Linked DNA regions of Sus scrofa: region 2 is linked to region 1. The links are chromatin contacts, called in public Hi-C maps. All regions are on one chromosome and are shown on one strand. The core of a region is the stretch at or near the end of the contact, and the rest is flanking DNA. Distances in the headings are between cores, read along the strand shown. Region 1 has its middle 230 kb from the start of FN1. Region 2 has its middle 170 kb from the start of MREG.

Region 1 (5,757 bases), core at 3,017-5,516:
GTTTTGATTACTACACTGAACCCACAATGTGTTTTCATACTGCTCTTATTAACTTTAAGACCCATGAGAGAAAATAAAAAAAAATCCTCAAGTTGGAAGAACAATTCCTGGTTTCCACCATCTCTCTCTAAGAGGCCGATGGGATTATAGCTCAGAGTTTGTTTGAGCAGCTCAGATTGCAGGGCCAGTTCCCATAGAAGGAAAGGCAAATTCATTGTTTTTGGCTCAGTGTCTAAGAACATAGCTCCTCCAAGAACTCAACATAAGAAAACTACCCTTCATTAAGTGGTGAAGCAAAATGATACAGGACCTGGTTTTCAGAATGACTGTTTTGACTCTTCTGATGTTCCTGAGCTGAATGCATTGTTTTCATATATGTGGTTATTCTTGGGCAAAAAAAAAGAAACGACCTCCATGAGATGGAGAGGTTGGAAGGGTGTGTGAGTGGTGGGGAAATGGGATGGGATGTGAATACCACAAAAACAAATCTGGTCATAATTACTTCACAGGAATTCTAGAAAGCAGCTCCACTTATCATCAATATGGAATTCTGGACAAAAACATTTGACACCAGATTCTTGTCTGTTTCCCTTTAAAAAGTCAACTCACATGTCTCTGATTCCCTTTGATTTATTTCTGTGGAAAAAAACAAAGACACTTTTTCTTGCCATAGCACTTTGAAACTTGAACAAATAAAAAATACAGCTGATTCCTTTTCCCTCAGTCATGTTAAAATTAAAATAAAATAAAAATAAAGCAAAGAAGACAAAACACAACTTCCACCTCAAAATCACTGATGTACTCTCTTACCCCAAATTGTCATGTTAAATCTATCTGCAGCTGTTTAACCCCACTGTACCAAAATTAATTGTTTCACAGCAAAATGAGATCATCCACATTGATTTCCTTTTCCAGTGCTGTCCACAGCCCCTCCAGGTTCTCTTAGAAATGGCAGTAAAGACCTATCCTTGGCATTAGGAGGGAGATTCAATGTAATCGCCTTTCAGAGAGCTGATTGTCCATAGATTAACTTCAGGGAGGATTATAAGGGATCTCAGGTCAGCTCTCTCACCCTCTCTCCTCTTTTCTCCTTTAACTTAATTTTTAACATGTTTACGTTTCTAGGCATATTAAACAATTGCAGAGAATTCAACAAATCTTTACTCCAGAGCAGTAAACTCCACTGGCACGGAGGTTATAGAGTGTTAAAGAAAGAGTTGGCAGGTTAAACAAAACAAAACAAAACAAAAAAACCCCAAACCAAACACTAGATATCTGGAACGTATCTAGCATTCATTAATTTTAGGAGCCATTGACCTGTATAAACTGCACCATTCTTTTTTCTTTTTCTTTTTCTTTTTCTTTCTTTCTTTCTTTTTTTTTTTGGCTGTGTCCTTGGCATGTGGAAATTCCTGGGCCAGGGATCAAACTGGGGCCACAGCGGCAACCCCAGCCACAGCAGTGACAACACCAGATCCTTAACCCACCATGCTGCAAGGGAACTCCTTATTCTATTCTTATTGTGCTATTCTTATTGTCATCCTTTCTGTATGTTTCATGGACTCCTGTATGGGTAAGTGTCTCTAATCACATAAAAATAAAATTGAACTATACTTGTGTTTTATTCATCAACATTTTTTCAAGATTTATATATTCCTTAGTTTATTGAAAAAAAAAAAAAAGGTTTAACTCACTCCAGGAATAAATATTTTTCTTGTGCTTAAGATTTTCTTAAAAATAAAGATGGTATTGGGCGTTCCCGTCGTGGCGCAGTGGTTAACGAATCCGACTGGGAACCATGAGGTTGCGGGTTCGGTCCTTGGCCTTGCTCAGTGGGTTGGGGATCCGGCGTTGCCGTGAGCTGTGGTGTAGGTTGCAGACACAGCTTGGATTCCGAGTTGCTGTGGCTCTGGTTGTAGGCCGGTGGCTACAGCTCCAATTAGACCCCTAGCCTGGGAACCTCCATATGCCGCAGGAGCGGCCCTAGAAATGGCAAAAAGACAAAAAAATAAAATAAAATAAAATAAAATAAAAATAAAGATGGTATTGAACTCTGCATAGTGTACATAGTGGTTGGGTTGGAACAGTATTGTCATCATTCTGAGAAAGAGAAAAATGGAGGGAGGTAAAGAAGAGTTTACTGATTTTTAAATACGTAAAGCTTTTTAACAAGGCACGTTGTTAAAGCTCTGCAAATACATTTACAAATAGATTTTATCAGGGAACCCTTTGAACATAAGGTAATGTTTTGGCCTTTCAGCCCAGGTTGGGAAGCCCTTCCCAATGACTGTCACTCCAGGGAACAGGTTTGGCTGGATTCCAAACATCCCCTGACAGGTCCCAGATCTGGCTCAGAGGTGGCTCCACCTGTCTGACACTGTCAAGGTTTACCTGGAGACAGCCAGTGGGTTTCACACAAAACTGGATCCTGTCTTCTATCAACAAGTGACCAAATGACCTCCTCCTCCAAAAAAAAAAAAAAAAAAAAAGAAAAGAAAAGAAAAGAAAAGAAAAAGACAAAGGAGAGACACTAGGACCCAAATCACATCATGGGGGCAGTGACTCTGTGTCAATTACTACATCCTTAGTTGCAAGGACAGTATTCAGTATACAATAAGCACACCATAAATATTTGTTAAATAAAGTTAATCTTCACAGTAATACTAAGAGAAATAAGTTAACCCCAACTTACTGAGGAGGCTCAGAAAGGTTAGTGGAGCAACTAGGATTTGAACCTGGGTAGATCTTTCCACTGTATATGACATAACTTATTAGACTCTCTCATCCCCCAAATGCAAGTCATTTCAGGAGACTTCTAGAATATAGATATATACTTTTTACCACATCTTAAACTCTAGGCAAAAAAAAAAAAAGCAAGACTTTTACCATAAAGTAACCCACCAAATAATCTAGATTTTAATGGGTACTCTAGAAAGCATCCAGCTCAGTTTCCCACCCAATAAATAAGTGAATGTACAGTAACTTCCTCAAGGCCTGGCACACATTAAGTGCTTAATAAGCATTAATTCCTCACCTTGTGTGAAGCTCATGGTGGGCTGTGGTCCCAGCCTTGACCAGAGCACTTTCACTTACTATGCTACAATTTTATGAAAGGTCCTTCGATTTTAAAAATGAACAGTTCTCCCTTGAAATGTAAACACCATGAAATCAGTGACTGTGTTTTGTTCAAAGTTGCATTCCTAGGGCCAGAATAAGGCCTTACACATGGCAGGTACTAGAAAAAAAAAAAACCTATGTTTTGAATATATAGATGAATGCATGACCAATTGTCGGAAAAGTTCGAGAAACAGCACTTTTTGCTTAAGTAATGGGTTAGGGATTCAGAGGAAGAGCTGGTATCCCAGCACAGCAAGCGGCCCTGGGGGGAATCCTTTGAAGTCATGTGACACTGGTAAATGAATGGTTCCCAAATCCCTGGTCTGCACCTTCTATCCCAATATGAGAATCCATGACAAATGTAGGATGAGCTTATCTCTGGATGAAATTTACAGGCAGCATAAGGAAAGCCTGAGAAAACCACCAACCATGAGATGAGCTGTGGCCTCCCTCCTTCTCTTCCTCTTCTTCAATCTCCCATCCCACTCCACAGAGAGCCCTGATTTGTAGCCAATCATCCTTATCTCTGCAGCATGAAATGACAGGAAATCAGGTCATCAAGGAATCCAGAAAATGAAAATTGAGAACAAAAATCTACTTCAGTTGGCAGTATGCCCAGGTGGGATTTGGTGCTTTGGGCAGCTGATTCTTCAATGAGGAAATAAAATGGGGGAGATCTAAAAAATTTAATGTATTTCATTTTTAAAATGAAATCAAATAGCCCTGTGTTATCTCCTATAACATTTATCAGTCCTTTCAGGAGGGCAAATTTCCTACAGAATATCTGAAAAGCATTCCATCACATAACACTACTACCAGCTTTCACAATTTAGGAAGAAAATCATCTTTCTAGGGCAAGAACCTCCAAGCCCACCCCTGCCATGATACTTCTGTTTGTTTGCAAAAGACTGGTTGTGTCCCTTGGGTGTTTGTTGATCAAAGTTCCAGTCGTACTGCTGAACGAGTGTTCCTTTTTTTTTTCCAAAGTGATTATTAAGCCACTTTAAAAACACTTTAACTTGTGGGTTTACCTCACTCTGTTTGAGTCCAAATTTCACAATAATATAATGAAGCAAGCCCTGTGGTGCTGTCTATGTCATTTTAATTTAGCAGGAAACCACAACCTTGTACATCTTTTCCAAGTGCCTCCCCTCGCCCCTGGCTCCATCCATGTCCAGTGCCGTCTGGCTTTTTTTCTGGCCTGAGTTTCAGCATTGCGTACTTACTTCATTAACCCTACAAGTCTTCAACTCTCCCTTATCACTTTGCAAACGAGTCTGCCCCCTATTCCTGATGTCAAATTGCAAACTCTTTTGTGTGCTTTCAATAATCGCCATTTTAATGTACAAACTGATTGGAATGCCCAAGAGCTGGTGTCATTTTTCTGTTTGCTTCAACGGGTATTTTGTGTGAAGTGTGAACTTGGGGAAACATAAAAAGAAAAAAATTAAAAAGAAAGACTGTAAGAATTGGGAAAAAAAAATCATGAACAATGTTTCAGGGAGTAAACCATGAATAAAGGACACATTAACCGATCTGGTATTTTCTTTATATCTTTTCTTTATGATTTGCTCCTGATGGAATGACTGAACATTTATTTAGACTTCAGATACTATCTTCACACTGTTTAAGCACTTGATTTACTTTAGCATTATTTGGCCAATTTTAAAAGGTACTTAATTGATGTTAAAAACATATTTTAAAAGCTATCACTAGTCGTTTCTCTTGGAAACATCCATTTCCAAAATTTTTCTGATTGTTTATGGCCCACAAAATGCATAGGGCCTTAGTTTTCATTCACGATGTTATAGAACTATCTTTTTTCATATTTCCAAAAAATATAACTACAGATATTTAATGTTTCTGATATACTTTATAAAAATGAATTCAGAAATTTCCATATGATTATTACCTAACTGCTACTAGTGATAAAGTGTTCAATTGCCCATATTGTGATAAGTGAGCACAGAAATAATATCTACTCTAATGATATTTTAAAGAACAATTCTTGGCATGTAATGTAACAGAAAGAGATGCAAACTGAGTTGATGAAGACTGGAGTTTTCTGTATGACCGTGGGAAAGTCCCCTGACCCCACTGGGCTTTATTAAGGTCAGAGAAGTTAGGAATTAAAACTAGGGTCATTCACCTCCTTTCACTTTTTCCCATATCTGCTTAAAAAAAGTTTACTTAATTTTTTTTTTTTCAAACAAACATTGGGAAATATCAAGCTAAACTTTAATGTTCACTACTTCCTTACCATCTTTGGTTTTCCTCTCTTAAAAATCCCTTTCTTTGAAGCTGTGAGATATATTTAATGAAGCAGCAATTTTTTTCCCTAGCTTTGACCTGAAAGGTAAATAATCTAATCTTGCATCATCAAAAGCCATTTTTTTTTCCAGAGCATTTATCTCATACTCAGAAAACAGATGTTAAATGCCAGAATGAAAACAAGTTATATACCAAAGTGCAAATCCTTGTCCTTTTGACTATTCAGAAAAACTACACATCTTTAGCTGACTGACTCCTGAAAAAAATTAAAAAGAAAGACTGTAAGAACTGGGGGGGAAAAAAATCATGAAATCAATTTAGTTTTAGTTCTGTCTTCCAGTTGAGTTTAAACTTACTCAACCTATAAGT
Region 2 (5,980 bases), core at 1,916-4,415, 140 kb before region 1:
TGTGGTCAGCAGCTACAGCTCCAATTCGACCCCTATCCTGGGAATTTCCACATGCCCAAGTTGCAGCCCTAAAACAAACAAACAAGCAAAATTGATAAAAATCAACCCCAAATACGCATCCGCTTGCAAAGAACCCATTTCCATTTTATCCAGCTGAGATCTTTAATGCCTTAGCTCTGTCCAGGTAACCCAGTAAGATCTGTGTTTAGGGAAAAATTCACAGAACACATATTATACATTTTCAAATTTACTTGAAGCTTCAAATTTACTTGGAGATTTTTTCTTTTGGTGGGGGCAAAGCCCACATTATCTGTCAGAGCACATAAAGAGATACAGTAGAAATAAAAATTCCCCTGTCTTAAAAATAAAGTATGAGAAAATAAGACATTTCCAGTTCTGGTAAACTACTCTTGAGTTGGTCTCTAGATCCTCTGGGATTTGTTTTCACTTCTTCTCCCATCAAAGATTCTTGGATGAAATACTGAGAAGTGGTAGCTTAAGCCAAAACAGTTTTCCATGGTCAGAATTCTAAGCATTTTAGGTTGGTGGGAAATATTTTTTTTCTTTTTTGAAAATTTCTCTGATCACTTGTCTAGATGTGGAATGTAGTTGGTGAGCCAGTCCTGTGGGTAGGAGTACATTTTCTGGGGCTGAACACTTTTTGAGTCTCTCTACAAAGTTGTGTTCAATTCTGTCTGCGCTTTTGCACAAGTGTCTTTAGTGGGTAAGTTGGAGATCTGAGTGATGACATTTAGCAAAAAGATGGCAGAGATTTGCTTTTAACTTTGCATTTTTGGGTGAGATAAGATCCTTTAGGTACTTCTTCATAAAGGATATCTTAAAATTGTTGAATTATTTACTTACAGTAGAGAAGTGAATGTCAGATGAGAATAAATCTTCAGTGAACTTTGAAGAGAGATTTAAACGTTTAAATATGCAGTTTGTTTTGTTGCATAATAAATTACATTCTTTAGAGAATGAAAAACTGCAATGAGAAACTACAGAATTAATGGGATTCTCTAGTTATTTTTATTGAGAGAATTTTCTAGAAATGAATTATAGATTTCGGCAATAGTTCAAATTATTCACACTTTGTTGCTTTAATGTCTGCTGTATCCTTCTATGACTTCATAGCTCATGTGCTTTCTTTACAAAAGGGATAAACTTAATAGTAAAGTCAAAACATTACAGTCATTTCCTTTGAAGAAAAAAATGTCCCTTTTTATATTGTTTTCAACAAATAATTCACTGTAACTATTGATTGAAATATGCTTCCCATCCTTTGCCAGAAGTACTGGAGGGAAATTTTATTTTATCTTCCAGCAAAACTGGAGGGCAAGCATTTCCCTAGAGATTACAAGGGGTTTTTGGAAAGAGTCTTAACCAAAGTGGTTTTCGTATTCTCATGCTTCTTCATGAGATCTACTAGGAGAGACTCATTATTCAAATTTAAGCAACATTCTGGGAGGAACAACCCCTAAAAGCATTTATCCATCACTTAAACCCTAGTGCTAATTTGTGTATCAGCAGCTTTGCCATTTTCAGTTAAAAGCTATTGTTAAGAACATCTATTGTCAAGTCAAAAAAAAAAAAAAAGCCCACTATTTTAATCACAACATCAAAGGAAACCAAAAAAACATAGTGAATAACTATAATTGTACTGTTCTAACAGAATAAGTTCACCTTTGTGCTTTCCTTCCTGGCTTTGTCCATTTTCAAACATGTTTCTAATAGTGATGTAATCATATTCTAGACACTGTGCACCTAGCTGGGGAGCGGGTTGGGGGCAGTGCCTGTTTGGTGGGGCCTGTGGATCATAGGGGAAGACCAAGCAACAGAGGGGATGGCCACAATTTCCTACCACTTCTACTTTCTCCACCCTCCCTCCTGTTCTGCTCTCTACATCTCTTGCTTTGTCCTCCTCCTGACCTGCCTTCTGTTGGTCCATGAAAGTAAATTCAAGTTACCTTATTTTTGTATTTTAGGATGTTTACAATCATTGGGGTTTTCAAGTTGAAATTGCAAATCAATCACCCAATCTAATTTATTTTCTTTCCCCTTCTGCCCCTGAACACCATGTTCAGTCTAACCCACATGTATGAATTACCTTTCTCTTGCCAAGCAACTTGCAACTGGCGAATACAGAGATGACGAATTCTTCCTCACGTCTCTACCTACAAGTCACAGAGTAACTGGCAAAGAGATCATTACAACGGTAGATAAGGAGTGCTATCTTCTAGGAGAGCCAAAGAGGAGCTACATTTACAGTAACAGTAAGTATTATGAGAAACACTGGGATAAAGCTTAATATAGGAGGCTGTGAATGCACACTGTGGGAACCTTAACCTAACTTTGTGAACAGGTGCAGAGAAGGTAACAATTAAACTGGCTTTGAAAGTTTGGGAAGGCTGGGTGGAGAAGTGGGGGAGAGCATTTTAGGCACACACAATAACCCTGAGGTGTGGAATAGTGATGGTTGGCTTTAGTTCAGGCTCCAGGGCTAGAGGAGATCACTGAGTTAGGGTACTGAATTGCATGTTATCAGAGGCCTGGTGTTCTATGTTAAGTAGTTGAGATGTTGTTTTTGGGCAACAGGGTATCAAATGGAGATCTGTGGGCACAGAAATGACATGGTCAGTTTTTTGCTTGTTTCATTTTAAGGGGAAGTAGTTCTGGTGGATAAGGGATTGGCAGAGTGAGGGTGGCATGGGGGCCCAGTGGTACTAGGGCTCTTTCCTCTGTAGTAAATTTCTCACCACTTACCATGCTATGTGGTCTTTGTTGAAAAATGAATGGCTTTGCATTGCATCTGAGTTTGAGGAAGACTCTCATCTTGAATTTTACCCTTTGTATCCCATCAGCCACATGACTTAGGGCAAGACATCACTGATACATGGCACCACATCAATCCACTCAGTCCACCTCTCTTTCCTGGATCGTGGGATGGATGTCCAGGAAAAGCAAAGGGGGACACTTAAAATCCACTTATGGGAATCACCAGGGATGTCTTCAATTCAAGGCTAAATCCTTTTGGCTTCAGCTTCCGTTTTGAGTCCTGACTCTGTCCTACAGATCAAGAGACTGAGGTTGGCCTTCCTGGCCTGACTTTACTCTTTTATGACTCAGATGCTGTCTCACTCTTAATCTAACCTTTGGGCCCAAATCCAGGCTCTAGGCACTGAAGAGTGCAAAGGTCAGACCTGCCTGAACCTCCTCACCAGGGAACATGCAGATCATGCCTGATCTGGGTTCATTTCTCCTAGTGAAGATTTATTTCACATTGTTTAAAATCAAATACTATCCTAAATCTCCCTTTCAAGCAATTCCTTTCTTTCAACATACTTCCCTGAGTTACCCTCTCATTAATCCATTTTCTCCTTTAATTATCAACCTAGGCCAGCCTCTATGAACCAAATTTTCTTTTGGAAAATTGCATACTTAAAACATTTGTGATAATTCTAAACCACTGAGAGGAAAAAGAAGTTTGTCTATTAACTGGGGTATTGCACTCCATACTCCTGTTTTGGGCACTCTAAACCTCTGAATATTCTTTTTTTTTGGTCTTTTTAGGGCCATACCGAGGCATATGTAATTCCCAGGCTAGGGGTCGAATCAGAGCTGTGGCTGCTGGCCTATGCCACAGCCACAACAATGCCAGATCGGAGCCGTGTCTGCGAGCTACACCACAGCTCATGGCAATGCCAGATCCTTAACTCACTAAATGGGGCCAGGGGTCAAACCTGTGTTCTCATGGATGCTAGTTGGGTTTGTTACCGCTGAACCACAATGGAAACTCCAACCTCTGAATATTCTTTGTAAAAATGCTTTTTAATGGAAAATTTCAAATATATGCAAATTAGATAAACTCTGTGCTCATCATCCAGCTTTGACAGTTACCAACAAATGGTCCCATTTGTTTCAGCTGTACCCCCAACCACTATTCCCTTAGTCCCCAATGTTTTCGATGAAATTCTAGATCTCCTATGATTTTATATGTAAATATCTCAAGTGAAGAATTCCTTTCACAATCCTAACCGCAGCTTCAATATCACACCAAAATATCACTAACTTCCTGTATTATCGGGTAACTTGACTATTTTCAAACTTAACCAATTGTCTTAGTTTTTTTTAAATACAATTTTTTCAAATTGGGATTTAAATAAGGCCGTACTTTGCACTTGATTGATAGATCTCTAATCTCTTTTGAGCTACAAATTCTTCCTCCTATTTTATTATTATTATTATTATTATTTTTGTTAAGGTATTTGTTGAAGAACCTGGGTAATTCATCCCATAGCATTCTCCAGTCTGGATTTTGCTAATTGTATCATTTAAGGCCTGTTGAATGTGTTCCTGTATTCCTGTATGTCTTGTAAATTAGTGGTTAGATGTTGAGGCTTAATCAGATCCAGGTTTCCTTCTTTATTTCTGACAGTTTAAGTGGTGTTGAGTACTTCTACCAGTCTTTTTGTAAGCGGGCGGCCACTGCTAATCACAGCCAGGCTCTATTAATTTAATAAGGATTGCAAAATGATGACATCTAAACTCTATCATCCCACTATTACTTAATAATAGCTTATCAGCTCTTTGTTTGCACTAGTATAGTTGAGTAGCCAAGGCAAGATATAAGCTTAATTCTTCCCTTTAATAGGTTTCCAAAACATTAGTTCGTTGGTTAGCATCCTTCAAAACTGACTCATTAATTTCAAATAGGACTGTCATGAAATAAGCGTATTTGATGTGTTTGTAGTCACTGAAGTGATTATCCGTATTGATGCTCAAATGTGTTCCTCTTTGAATGGTGAGGATGTCGTCAAGTTGTTTTCAATTACCTTGAGACCTTGCGTTATGGTCTGACAAGATGGTCCATTTCCTTTCTCAGGCTTAGAATCAATCATTTTCCCAGGGAAACATGATTCCTTTGACTTGGAAATGATTTCTAGACACAGCAGTATGGGACCTAGGGCTGCTCATTGTTCTTGGATTGGTCATTTTTTTCCAGAGCTTTTCAGAGGACAGAGTGAAGAAATGTGTATTTTTTTAAAAATTTAATGCTTAAGTTCATGCTGATAGTGCTGGTTCAAATTAAGGACAACAGGGTGTTAATTCACAGATCTTACATTTGTATATCTTTCCCTCCTGTCAAGAATCCTGGTTTTGGATTAATTACACCAGCACAATTACTCATTTGTTTAATATCACAGTACACATATAACAGACTCTGAATAACAATACCAACTACTGGCATCAAGGATTTAATAATTGAAAATAGTTTATGATTTGTTTGCAGTTCTTTGAGGTCAATCCTAAAAAGGATAGTCAGTTTACAGAGCTTCAAATACCTTCTCTGTGTAGCTTTGCCCCCTACTTGATTTGCAGTCATTCACTTGATAACTTTTGCTCTCAGTTTTTAAAAAAACTTGTGCAAACCACAAACCTGTTTTATTATGGAAGATCATTACTTCTCACTTGCTCAAAATATACATAAGAGCAAAAGCAAAAACACAAAGCAAACTCCACGCACACACATACAGCCTCCCAAATGCTACACTGGTGGATATTTAGCCACACCACAATATTCTATTTTCCTTGTTTTTTCACTCGCCGAATTTTATTATATTATAGTTGTATAACCATCATTACAACCTAGTTTTACATTTCCATCCCAAATCCCCAGCCCATCCCTTCCCCCCAACCTGTCTCCTTTGGTAATCATAAGTTTTTAAGAATCTGTATGTCAGTTTGTGTTCTGCCAAGAAGCTCATTGTATACTTTTTTTAGATTCCACATACAAGTGATAGCATATGACAATTGTGTCTCACTGTGTGACTAACTTCACTTAGCATGATAATATCTAGGTCCATACATGCTGCTGCAAGAGCCATTATTCCTTTTCATGGCTGAGTAACATTCTATTGTGTATATGTACCACATCTTCTTTATCCACTTCTCTGTCCATGGACATTTAGGTTGCTTCCGT

The links. A called contact is a pair of places that touch in the nucleus more often than the background predicts.
Region 2: a contact with region 1 is called in a Hi-C map of liver, with 1.6 times the contacts expected there. The contact joins two enhancer-like sites. A contact is called at or near these places in 3 of 47 Hi-C or Micro-C datasets (liver and skeletal muscle).

Annotation. Positions count from the first base shown.
Region 1 is chr15:117,963,175-117,968,931 of Sscrofa11.1, reverse strand. No RefSeq gene overlaps it. Among named protein-coding and RNA genes, the nearest start is that of FN1, 230 kb to the right of the region's middle. Within about 2 kb of position 4,266, at least 6 of the 83 cell types and tissues checked have an H3K27ac peak or open chromatin away from gene starts, as enhancers often do. A contact at or near this core is called in liver, where this site is marked.
Region 2 is chr15:118,098,721-118,104,700 of Sscrofa11.1, reverse strand. No RefSeq gene overlaps it. Among named protein-coding and RNA genes, the nearest start is that of MREG, 170 kb to the left of the region's middle. Within about 2 kb of position 3,165, at least 1 of the 83 cell types and tissues checked has an H3K27ac peak or open chromatin away from gene starts, as enhancers often do. A contact at or near this core is called in liver, where this site is marked.